3 separate regions of the Zea mays genome follow, and regions 1 and 2 are each linked to region 3. A link is a contact called in public Hi-C data. All regions are on one chromosome and are shown on one strand. The core of a region is the stretch at or near the end of the contact, and the rest is flanking DNA. Distances in the headings are between cores, read along the strand shown. Region 1 holds the start of LOC100284163 (lipid transfer protein). Region 2 has its middle 77 kb from the start of tga1. Region 3 holds the start of LOC100279749.

Evidence for each region. Hi-C and Micro-C count contacts between places; a contact is called where the count stands out from the background.
Region 1: a Hi-C map of leaf shows a contact between it and region 3, with 2.7 times the contacts expected there. The contact joins the promoter of LOC100284163 here to the promoter of LOC100279749 in region 3. A contact is called at or near these places in 5 of 25 Hi-C or Micro-C datasets (endosperm, leaf, seedling and 1 more).
Region 2: a Hi-C map of bundle sheath shows a contact between it and region 3, with 2.6 times the contacts expected there. The contact joins the enhancer-like site here to the promoter of LOC100279749 in region 3. A contact is called at or near these places in 2 of 25 Hi-C or Micro-C datasets (bundle sheath and endosperm).

What each region holds. Positions count from the first base shown.
Region 1 is chr4:47,399,112-47,403,136 of Zm-B73-REFERENCE-NAM-5.0, reverse strand. It overlaps LOC100284163 (lipid transfer protein), which reads left to right and starts at 2,390. Exons shown (of 3, transcript NM_001157060.1): 1 at 2,390-2,853; 2 at 2,927-2,986; 3 at 3,102-3,456. The coding sequence starts at 2,487. The coding sequence ends at 3,232.
Region 2 is chr4:46,723,275-46,727,573 of Zm-B73-REFERENCE-NAM-5.0, reverse strand. No RefSeq gene overlaps it. Among protein-coding and RNA genes, the nearest start is that of tga1, 77 kb to the right of the region's middle. Within about 2 kb of position 2,478, at least 19 of the 20 cell types and tissues checked have an H3K27ac peak or open chromatin away from gene starts, as enhancers often do. A contact at or near this core is called in bundle sheath and endosperm, where this site is marked.
Region 3 is chr4:47,114,149-47,117,876 of Zm-B73-REFERENCE-NAM-5.0, reverse strand. LOC100279749 reads right to left here and starts at 2,180. Exons shown (of 3, transcript NM_001152707.1): 1 at 1,731-2,180. The coding sequence starts at 2,066. It overlaps LOC100217069, which reads right to left. Exons shown (of 4, transcript NM_001143439.1): 4 at 3,706-3,728.

The sequences.
Region 1 (4,025 bases), core at 1,141-3,640, 290 kb before region 3:
TGGGATTGTGGATGTCCACACCGCATTTACATGTGTGTTGTGTCGATGCGCTATGGCTGGGGCCCTGCCCAATCAGTCTGGCCAGCCAATTCGTCAGCGCCCAGCCACCGTGCCTGGTTTCAGTTACGGATCGGTTGACCGCGACGCTCGTCAGCTGTTTGTGCGTGCCGCGTGTAGCTATCCGAAGTTCTGGACATGAAAAGACGACATGCGTCTCCTTGGTCCCATGGCTTGCTTCATTCTGGTAACATTCCTGGTCAGGTCAGAGCAGATGTTCACAGAACCGTGAGCCAATGGCATGAAACGATGGAGACGGATCGGGTCCATGTGGTACGAAAGCTAACATCGCTCTGTATCGTGGACCTTAGACTGGACGAAATGTTCGTGGGCCGCTTGATTCGTGGTTGAGTCGGTTCGGATCTGTTTGTTTGAATTTTTTATGAGTTGAACTGGCATTCTAGCTCGGATCGTTAACGAGTTATCACATTTCAGCAAAACAAAACTATATACATATAATTTATGTAACAATTGATGATCATGTTATATGTACGTGTGATGTCTATAGTTTATAAGTTAAACTATTGATTGATGAACTGTGTCTATGTGTTAAATTAGTCTATGTAAATATAAGTGTAGGTTAAACTAATGAAAATGTGTGTGAATAGTGAATTGACGAGTGATGAGTTGTGCTAATTTGATGGTACATTAATGTAGCCTGTGAAACTATAAGTACAATTACTATTTTCTATTGTTAAATTAATTTAGTATTATCTAGAAATTGATTATTACATATATATTGTTTTTTCTGATCTGGACCTCTGGTCGAGTCGAGCTGACTATGTAGCTCGTTAGCTTAATGACCCGAGTTGAGTTGGCTCGATATCTAGCTCCAGTGGACGGTTTAATAAGTGTCGGTTGTGTTTGTGTGGTGTGAGAGAGTGAGAGCTTAGTTTGCATATGGTAGACTAGAGGCATGGCCGGCCCTGAGGGTATGCAGGGTATGCGATCGCTCAGGGCCCCTAAGATCAGTAGGGCCTCCGTTTGTCCATATTATGTCCAAATACATATATGTTACAGGTAAATCTCTATTCTCGTTTCTTTGTTGCGTCTCTCTAATTTTCTGGAATCATCTCTTCGAGGTCGTGCAGTTTACGACGAATACTAAATATTGATTGATGCAGGAAGGTCGTAAGGTGTTGTACACCTTTACCTAATAACCTACGTTGTTTAATCCAAGTTTTTTTTGCTGAAATTTGTTTTCAGAAAATTTACTCTAATGTATTTAATTTTGGTTTACTGTACATTTTAAGGTTTAGACTAGTTTGAAAAATTAAAAGTAAAATACTCGCTCTCAAAGCAAATACAGAGTTATATTACATAATCTGTATAATTTTACAACTCATAAAATACTGTAACAATCTCTAGTCATATCATTTTGAAAAAAAATATGTAAATCATCAACTTTTTTTATTTTTAGTATCATATTTGAAAAAAATAGCAGAATCAAGCTTTCGTATAGAGCCTCTATATTGATTTTCGCTTAAGGCCCAAAATATCAGGACCGGCTCTGACCAGAGGCAACACGGATCGATGAGGGCAGTAGGACTTGCAGTGTGCGTACTTGGAGAACGTACCGGCACTCCGGCAGGGCAGGCACCCAAGCCCGCATGGAGCTCGAGCACCGGTAGCAGGCGGCGTAATCAGTGGCGCACAATTTGCAGCTGTGGCATGGTCATGGCAGCTCTCATTACCATTCTTCAGGAAGAAGAACGCAATCAGCTTGGCGCACAATTTGTAGTCTGGCTCTCAATTCTCAACGTACGAACAAGCAGCTCGTTCAGCAGGTCGTCCCGTGTGGTGTGGGCCGACGCCACCCGCGCGCCACCCCGTGCAACGAGGATGACGGATAGGATAGCCATGCGCCGAGCGCCGCCGCCGGCCCCATCTGCCTCGCGTTCGCTGCGGCTGACAGCGTGGTGTGTGCGCAGCAGTGCAGCTGTACGTACGTGACGCACGGCGACACGTAATCGATAAGGGTCAGTTTGGAGTCTAAAAACTCGAAAAGATTAGAGATCGAAGAGACTAGAGAGACTAAAATCTATTTTTTTATTTAATTTTAAATAAAAAAAAAATTTTAGCCCCTTTAATTCTTTCGGTTTTGTAGCTTCCCAAAGTAGCAAGGAATCTCATCACTCTGCCCGCGGCGCCTCCAATTCAATGCGTCATCCAACTCACACCGCCCCCCGGCTTCAATGCGCGCCCGCCGCACGCCGCCCCCGGCCAGCCTATAACCGCCGGCTGGGCTGGGCACGCCGCCCTCGTTTCCATTTCCCTCCTGCTGCTCCTCCTGACCTCCTCCTCCTCATCATCTGGCACGAGCATCCAAGCAAATAAAAATTTAGCGGCCACCGACGACCGGCCGGCCGTGCACCCTTCGCACTACTACTGCGCCCGCGGACGGCGTCAGAGGAGCAGCACCCAGCAGCATGGCCTGCACCAGGAGGCAGTTGTGGTGGGCATGCCTGCTGGCGGCGTGGTGCTGCGCCGGCGCCGCCGCGGCCGCCCAGCCGCCGGCGGCGGACGCGGACCCGCTGCAGAGCAGGTGCCAGGGGGACTTTGGGAAGCTGACGGACTGCATGGACTACGCGACGGGGCACGCGGCGTCGCCCTCGTCCACCTGCTGCGGCGACGCCGGCGGCACGCAGAAGGCGCGCCCGGAGTGCCTCTGCTACATCATCCAGCAGGTGCACGCGGGGCGCGACCAGGTGCAGTCGCTCGGCCTGCGCTTCGACCGCCTCCTGGCGCTCCCCGCCGCCTGCAGCCTCCCCAACGCCAACGTCTCGCTCTGCATCAGTGAGTACTAGGCAAGCATATGTTTTTCCGTTGATGCCTGAAGCCTGACGATGCCCTCCCCTGTCTGCTACAGACCTGCTGAACCTGAAGCCGGGCTCGCCAGACTACGCGCTGTTCGCCAACGCCTCCAAGAGTGAGTGCTCTCATCTCAGCTCTGAAACCCTTCGCCTCGCCGCCGCCCCCAAAAAAGACCCCACTGCATGCACTCAACTAACTGGCGACCGTCGTCGCTGTTCTTCTTTCTGCAGTCACGCCATCAGCCGGAGGCAGCCCGGCGAGCGACACCGCCGCCGGCAGCGCCGTTATCAGGCTCCAGGCTGGGGTCCGAGGCAGCGTCGCGCTCGCCGTGGTCTCTGCGATCGTCTCGTCAGTCTTCTGATCCGACCGATCTCCTCAGAGGACTAGAGGAGAAGCAGCGGTTCTTACACTCCGTGTGGATTCGTCGTTCTCATGTTGCGTTCCACTCGTCGATGTCTATTTTGTATTTGTACCCCACATAAAAAAAATAGATCCAGATGATACTTGTTTCCCCCGTCCCTGTGGCTTTAACTGTAACCTCGGATGTTTGAATTAGCTAATTATGTATAACTCTCATCGCGTCAATGGCTCATTGCTATTAAACCTTCGCTTTACGTTAGCCGTTAGGTCTTCTTCTCTATCGAAGGTCCTAAAGGTAAAAACACATTCAATAAAGTGATACAGAGGTCTTCTTCTGCCGAAGGTTATCAAGACGAAGATCTTGTGTAAAAGCAATATTGCCAAATGCCGAAGCTACCATCAGCTCCGGTCCAAGTCAAGCGGAAGAAGAAAAGACCAGATAAACCTTAGTATTTCAGGTTGTCTGTAGATAGATGTTGAGGGTTATGAATGTAATTTTACCCGGATTGTGTCTCGTGCCTATAAATAGATGAACAATAATACCGTACTGTTCACGTTGAATTATAATCACTCTCTCGTGTCTTCACCTTCGAGCATGTCGTATGTATCATTGTAATATTAATACTGTTAATATCCATACATGTTTTATGAAATGCAAATATGTATGAATTAATGAAATGCAGTTACTGTCTTCATCTTTTTGCATTTCCGTTCACATAATAAATGATGAAGATATGTCCTTCTTGACCTTCGTCTGATGAGCATTATACCTATGTGGAGATAATGCTTCGGAA
Region 2 (4,299 bases), core at 1,229-3,728, 390 kb after region 3:
TTGGTCAAAATTTTATTAGCAGTTACTAAGTATAAGTAGATACCAAAGCAGAGTAATAATAGATCAAAATTCATAATAAACCACAATGTAATGCAAATGACAAATTGAATTTAATTCCATAAATTAATCATGCGAGAGTCCTGAGCTGCTCATGACCGCGAGCATGGCTAGTATACCAGTTTTACACTCTGCAGTGACGGTACCCTTTACCCACAAGTCATGTCACCCGGTTGCCAAGGGGTCTAGAAATCCCATTCATCTCTACCAGGAGACGAGGCAGGGTAACACTATGAGGCCTTTACAAAGTTCCACTAGCTTCAGAAAACCCACTATAGTTCTAGGAAGAGCAATGCAGGAATCCCCCGTCTGACCGCCATCGCAGCAAAATCAAACCGGTAACCTCCCTACACGCCTACTCCCCTACTGCCCTTGCCCCTTTCGGGTAAGTTAGTCCTCCACTAGCTTTCCTAATTAGTCAACCAAGGGCGTCCCATTCCACCCTTATGGTGGCACATGTTTCTCAAGTTAAGCTCGATGTTTCAATTAACAAAATGGTCTTATCATGAACAGAAATAGAACAATAATAATAAAGAATAACCATGTGTAATAGTTATCTTAACACCCAAAACCATGTATAGCAATAGCAAAGACTACCCAAGAGTTCACGGGTAAACAAGGTGTAAAGATGACCAAACTAGGGTGACCTATTGGGTCCCATCAAAATTAAGTCTATGCATGCCAAAATGATTATAGATAACATTATTGGGTAAATAAAAGTGGTCATGGAAACAACTTGCCTAAGACTCGAGATTCCAGGTACCAGGATGATCTTCAGATTCTCGTGACCTCACTGCTAATCGTAGCAATACAAACAAACATGGTATATGCAAAATTAACATCACACCAAACATAAGAACAAACTGCATAATAATATTAAACTATATTCTTGGAGTTACGGTTATAAAGTTAGGATTTATGAAAGATCTACGTGATTTAAATATTAAACTATATTATAAATTGATTAGTATACATTATATGAGATAATATTCTATAAGTAATTAACTCAACTTTAATCTAGATTATAAATTGATTAAATATTATCTTTTAGTCAAATTATAACTATAAGATCAGAATACTATATTAATATTAGGAAAAGCTAAATCCAATAAACATAGATTAATCAAATTGGTTACTTAATTATAAAAGTATGAGATATCGTATAATTAATGTTGCTACTGCGTAGTAAATATTTCTATGAGACTAACACAATTTGGATGGATCAAATTGGGGTTAAAATGAATTAAATATGAATTAAACAAGTTTCTTGAATTATTTTTATACTAAAATCCTTTTCTTTATTAATTTCACTCATGTTATTTCACCTTTGGGCTGTGGGCACTATTTACCAGAAGCTCGGGGTCTGTTCTGTAAAATCCCGAGGACTTGGATTAAACTACTTTATACATAGTGTGGGTCGCGGGTTCATTCATATAAAGAGCAGGGGTTCTTATGCAATTGTTACCTAGCCGAAAAGGGTATCGGCGTAGATCAGCCGTTGGATCCAAAATCGATGGCCCAAATTAGATCCTCTCTTAAGTGAACCGGTACGTTTTCGCGAACCCGTGGATCTAGATCCTACGGACTACAGCCGATCCGCGTGTCGATCCCATCTGAGCCCTTGGATCCCCGACCAGCGCACAAGATTTATTTAACCGAGAGGTTACGCCCCAGTCAAATCCTGGCCCTCGACTGGATGATCAACGACCCCAAGGTCTTCGTCCTCCCAGTCTGACCGGCGTCAGTGGATCCCCCGCGCGGCTGCTGGAGATGACGGCTGAGGGGAGCACGCCATGGGGATGAGGAGGTGCGTCGGCCAGTGATCGGATGCTGAGCGCAGAGGCCGAGTTCGACGCGAGGTTGGAGCACGGGACGTGGTGGCCAACACCCCGCGCGTGGCCCGGCAACAAGGAGTGGCAACGACGACGTGATGGGACTGGGCTACGGCGCACAGCGCACGCGCTTCCATCGCTGGGTTCCCTAGGCGGCGGCCCTAGGTTCGGCTCCCAAATCCGGTGTGTTCAAATTGCCAGCATAGCTGTGGAGGAGGTATAGGGGTAGGATTTATATGCGGGCTAATTCATTGGCCGCAACCAACCCCGAATCACGCGGTGAATTTGGTTTCTTCTCTGGTTCGTTCCGCAGTCGAGGCCACATGCACGAGCTACCCGCGGCCCCGCATGGTGGTAGTGAGACGAGATGGCATCAGTGTCTACGCTAAGGCAACGTCCCGAGCGGCCGCGCGAAGGGATCACCTGTCGCTCAGCGCAAGAATAGGAACAAACAGGATCGCAGTCGTTGAGCCCCCCATGCGTTCGATTATGGTGAGGATCGACTTTGAAGACGACCAGCCAAGGACGGCCCACAGGTCAGCGATCCAAGAGTACCATTGCGCGCACCCTGGTTTGCTTGCATGTTGACATCATCGCTGAGGTCATGCTAATGTAAGCTCCGGCCAAAGGAATAAAAAAAAGAAATAAAACAGGACGTGCAGAGAGAGCAATTGGAGATGGCTTCGTTCGGTAGGAAATGGAGTGGCTACGGTGAAATGGTCCTAGCCCACCACAAGGCCGTTTTCTTTTTTTTTGTATTTTTATCTTCTATTTCTTCTCTCCCAAATCCTGTTTTAATTCCTATTTCAAACTAGTTTCAAACTTCAAGCATAAAGTAAATGAACAGACCAAAGAAACCAGCATGAATGCAATTAATTTATACATTTATTTAAGAAAATGTTTTCATATATGCAACACACTCATTATTTATTTCTAGAAGTATTATTCTGGATGTGTAGTTTAATTTTAAACTACATTCACAATATTTTTTTTTATTTTTAAGGAAAACTACTTTCTAGTGTATAATATCCATTTAGAGATGATTTTACTTATTTATTTCCTTTTTTGAAGATCTCTAAATGCCTAATCTATAAAAAATAAGAATAGTTCTAGCACTTAAATGGTTGAGTATCTTTCCATTTTATTTATTTGTTTTTTATTTTGTTTTGAATTAAATTTCACTTTCAAAGTTTAAATCTAATTTAACAATATTTTAGTATTGCCACTTGTTCATTTTAGGAAGAATAATTTCCAAGGTACAATTCTTCATCAAAAGACGCTTTGAGTGAATCCTTTTTGAAAACTTTTTCGTAAACCCAAAATTATGATTTTGGGGTGTTACATGTTGATCATCAAACACCAAAACCTATTGAGCCAAATGGCCCGGGGTCCATTTTCCTTACATGGGTTTTCTAGTTCAGTCAAATCATTCACACCTTCGGGAGCTGGAACGTCTCTTGGTCCGCCCTCCCCTCACCCGGAAGGTGAAAGGGAAATGTGCTATAGGGCCATTTCTACCTATTTTGATGATTAAGTACCCAACACACCACATTAGACTAACAATTCTGATATGAGCATGAGCACAGGTTCTAGCCAAAGCAAATTGAAGTACAAGTCCATATGAGTCGAATTTAAGGGCCAAAATAGCAACTTTGGACAAACCAACATAAACACAAGGTTTAAGTGTTTGGATTAGTTGCATACCTCTTATACCATGTTTCTTGCACCTTGGTTTGGCTTCTAACTCATTGGTGCAAGAAAAGTGACTTTTGGACTTAGTTTTGGACATATTGCAAATCCTCGTGAAATGGAGAAGAAAAGGTATGTTACCCACACTTAGTCAACTGGATTATGTGCTAAATATCTTTGTCTAAGTAGTAGGGAAGCTACCAAAGGTAGCCAAAAGAAGTTGGAGAAGTTTGGCTCAAAAGATCCAAACTTGGGCCATTCTGGAGCTCACCGGACTGTCTGGTGGTGCACCGGACTGTCCGGTGCTGCGTATGGACGAACTCGCTAGTCTAGGGAATTTTAATTATAAATTTCATTGGATAGTGAATAGCTCACTATTCGGTGCACCGGACACTGTCTCCAATAGCTTCCTCCATGTGCGCCAACGACTAACTGACGTGGACGTTGTCCGGTGGCGCACCAGACTGTCCGGTGGCGCACCAGACTGTCCGGTGCTGCGTCAAAAAAGGAAGGCAACCAATTAGAATCGCCTATCGACTGTTACACCGGACTGACTGGTGTGCCCGCACACAGGGAAGTTTTCTAGCTTGTGGAGAAGCCAACAACTCCTAGGCCCCTTGGATGCTATAAAAGGGACCCCTAGGCATCTTCTACCAGCACCCAAGCATCTCAAGAGCACACCAACACTCCGACAATCTGTGACCATGCCCTCTAGTGATTT
Region 3 (3,728 bases), core at 931-3,430:
TAAATCAACTCTCTATCCATGAGGTATGGACTATAATGTTTCTTGAAATAATATTAACTAAACCAGAGCTTTTACAGAAGGGAACCTTGTGAAACAAAAGGAGATTTGGCATGGCAAATATCAGTTCCTGGCCTGAACCATTTTTTTTTCTGGAACCTTATCTTGATCTTAAATACTTCAATAGCACGAGTTATAGTGGCAACATGAACAAGAACACCTTTTGGAGCTCTAAGGAATAACATTCATTCTGTAGAAAATATAAGATAATAGCTATACATCTCTAGTACTTTCTTAACAAAGACGTAATCATGTGATGTCATTTAACATTTTGTACCCCTAAAACAAATCAACTATATTTGATATAAACAGAGTAATCAGTGCTGATGTTCTAGATTGCAAAATGCAAATTAAGGGAACAGAATAAGATACCACCTCTTGTGGCTGCAGTGACATGTTGGTCTGTATGGTTGCACAGGAATGATATTGTTTTTTAACAGAAAAAAAACAACTCCCCCTTGCAGGTTATCCATTCATGAGCTATCCTTTAGAATCCAGAATTCAAGGATACGGTTGTAGCAGTATCACGACGATTGGAACAGGTGGTGAAAGATATATTTACCCAGGCATATGGGTGACAATATAATATAAGGATTGAATGTCACTAGAGTATGCTCAGAATATGTTTAATGTTAACTTGTGTGCCTATCACTTAGGCGGAGACTGGGATATTATTCAAAGGCTGTGTATCAACTAGATGCGCTGATTTTGGGGTGAAATAAAATCTTTTTTTCTCGAAAAATAGAATAAGATACCACAGTTAAATCACTGTATGATTTACCCTGACGTCATAGGATTTACAGGAAATTTTAGATAATAAGGTACAGCTGGAGCCTGGAGGCACATGGAAAGCAAGATAGCGACCACATTGACAAGAAAAGTACGGTCTTAGTCTTACACAACAACTAACCATATACGATAGGTCCAATGCAACTTCGAGAAGTTCAGCATTATAAGAGTATCCATTTCCAAAATAACTGTACAGTTGTGCTTTTAATATGACACATATTAGTAAACGTCGAAGATTAGCTACAGCAGTATACTAAAACAAACGAAATTAGCCCATCTGTCATTTTCCAAGTGGAGTCCAAGTGCTAATCTGCATCCCCGACCCCGAGGCCCGAGGGCATGCAGTTTTTTGCATGGTTTGAAAAATGATTCGAGCGCTGGTAACACCATATGTTCTGAAACCATGTGAGCAAGAATATTTGACGTGGGTATGATCCTGACCCCTGAAACTTGAACCGCAGCGAAATCTGTATAACTGTATGTCTGTGTCGTCGAACCGAACATAATGGTATGACACTGCTACGATACAAAACCCGAAAGCTTGGAATTTCAACGACGACTGCATTTGGAAACCTAAAATTCCGACATATATTCCACAGAAGCATCGTGCACGATTCAATCAACAACAGTCGCGGGCAAGAAAAATTCACCCCATCAAAGAATATGTAAGGAAGTCTAAGCGTTGGTAGAGCGAGCACACGCGATCGCGACATGCAACCAATGCGCAACCGCGCACCGCGGCCAGCAGGGTAACGGGGGGAAAACCCATAAAAAAAGAATGGGATGGCAGCATGAGCATGGAACGTGTAGTAAAATAGAAACGGTTAAAAATAATAATTAATACAGCAATGAGAAAATGAGGAGACGTGGCGTGGGGATCTCACCGCCCAGAGCGGGGGCACGGGGACGCGGCGCGTGACGGCGAGCCAGACCCAGCCGTAGCCGACGAGGTTCTGCGCGGCGCCGACGAGGAGCGCGGCCCAGAGCGGGAGCACGGCGCAGAGCGTGCCGGCGAGGAAGCCGACGCTGTCGCCGAGGTCCTTGGCGACGCCGAGCCCGGCGACCTGGCGCTGGTTGTAGCCGAGCGAGGCCTTGATAACCGGCGAGAGGCTGCCGAAGAGGTAGCCGACCCCGGCGCACGACTGCATCCACATCGCCGCCACGAACACCAGCCACCGGTTCCGCAGGAACCCGCGCACCCGGCTCCCCACCTCCGCCATTGCGCTCGCGTTGCGCCCTGGCTGGCTCCCGGCAACGGACTCGGACGGAGCTCCGGGCGGCCCCCGGCGCCGCGGTACCCCGCGCGGCCGATTCGGAAAACGGACGAGGCGGCGGGCCCGGGAGTCCGCGGCGGACGGGCGGGGTTGGGATCTTCTCTGGGCCACGGACGGGCGCGACCGGATCGTTGTGCGGCAGGCTCCGGCACCGGTCGGCGGTCGCTGTGCTCTTTCGTGGGTTGCCGAATGCCGATAAGCGTGCGTGCGTGGGTCTCAGCCGGCAGCCCAGGCCCAGCGTGGCGGGTACAAAAATGACGGAGGGGACCGGCCGAAATCCGTGGGATTCGAGCTCGTCTCCGCTGTCGCTGTCGCGGTTTGGGCGGTCGGGTCGGGATCGGGCGGCTAGGGTGTGCGGGTAGGCCCGCCACACACCCCTGTGGTGATGTGGTCTCTGTGGAGGGATGGCGACTCGGCTAGACCGCCGCGAGACGAGGAGGCGACAAACACGGGCGTTGACACGCAAAGCCAAGCCTTTACCTCTGGTGCGACGTGCGGGCTTCACGCACGCCTTCACCCATGGGGTGTCGACACTCGCCATGCACGGCACAGCCCCCGTGCGCGGCCGCGGCAGTAGCTAGTGGCTCGCGCGATTGGCGACGCCGACGCGGATGCGCCGAGACGTACGTGTTGCCCGCCGGGGGAGAGACACCAAGCCGATGCGTTTGGTGTCAGCTGCCGCTTTGGCGCCGGAGCCACGGTGAGCCTAGGGGAAAGTTCCAACGCCGGTCTCAGTCGGTAGTCCACTTGACGCCGGAGAATGGCTGTTTGTGCCATCTGCGTCTTCTGCGGCGTCCTTTACCCTGCTGCCGTGCATGCTTCCTGTCATTTTCGCAGACGTCTCGTTGGTCGGGCCGATGTCATGACATACGCGTCATCTATCTTGTATGAGCACTAGATGATAATAAGGTCTAAATTTTACGCTATAAAATTTAAAAATCAAATCACGGTCACTGTTTTTTATTTATTTTTAAACTAAAATTTATTAAGGATTCTAACATTTAGATCGTTCATTACCACCCCTACCGACGATTGGGATTCCATTACAACGAACCACCACCGTTCAGAGTATAGTGGATGTGGATATAGATAAAGAAACTTATCCATAGAAACTTGAGTAGGGAGCTACATACTTGGTACTTGAATGTTTTCTAACATTTTTATCTAAGTTTTATGTGACATTTATATAGATATGAATGACCAACTAATTAGCCGGGATCTATATGCTTGTTAATTTAATGTTTTTATATGTTTTTTTCATCTATATCGCTAAAAAATTAGTTTACCTATTAGAAGTGATAGCCTATACATTTAAACATACCTAAGTTATCTATAGTTTAGCTGTTTATTTGAACTAAACGATTGTTTAAATGGACACTAATGATTAGACAAGATAAAATGGTTATCAAACAGACACAGGCTTATACAGCGCACAAACTAAATGATGATTAAACAACCGCGCAGGCGAACAATACGTTTTAGTTCGGAAAGCACTGGAGCGAGTGGGCAGCTCGTCTCCATTCAGGTACCAAGCCCCCGCTCGGTCCTCAGGTCGCCAATGATGTAACAGCAATAGAGGTATAGGAAATGTCCGGACAAACATAGGAC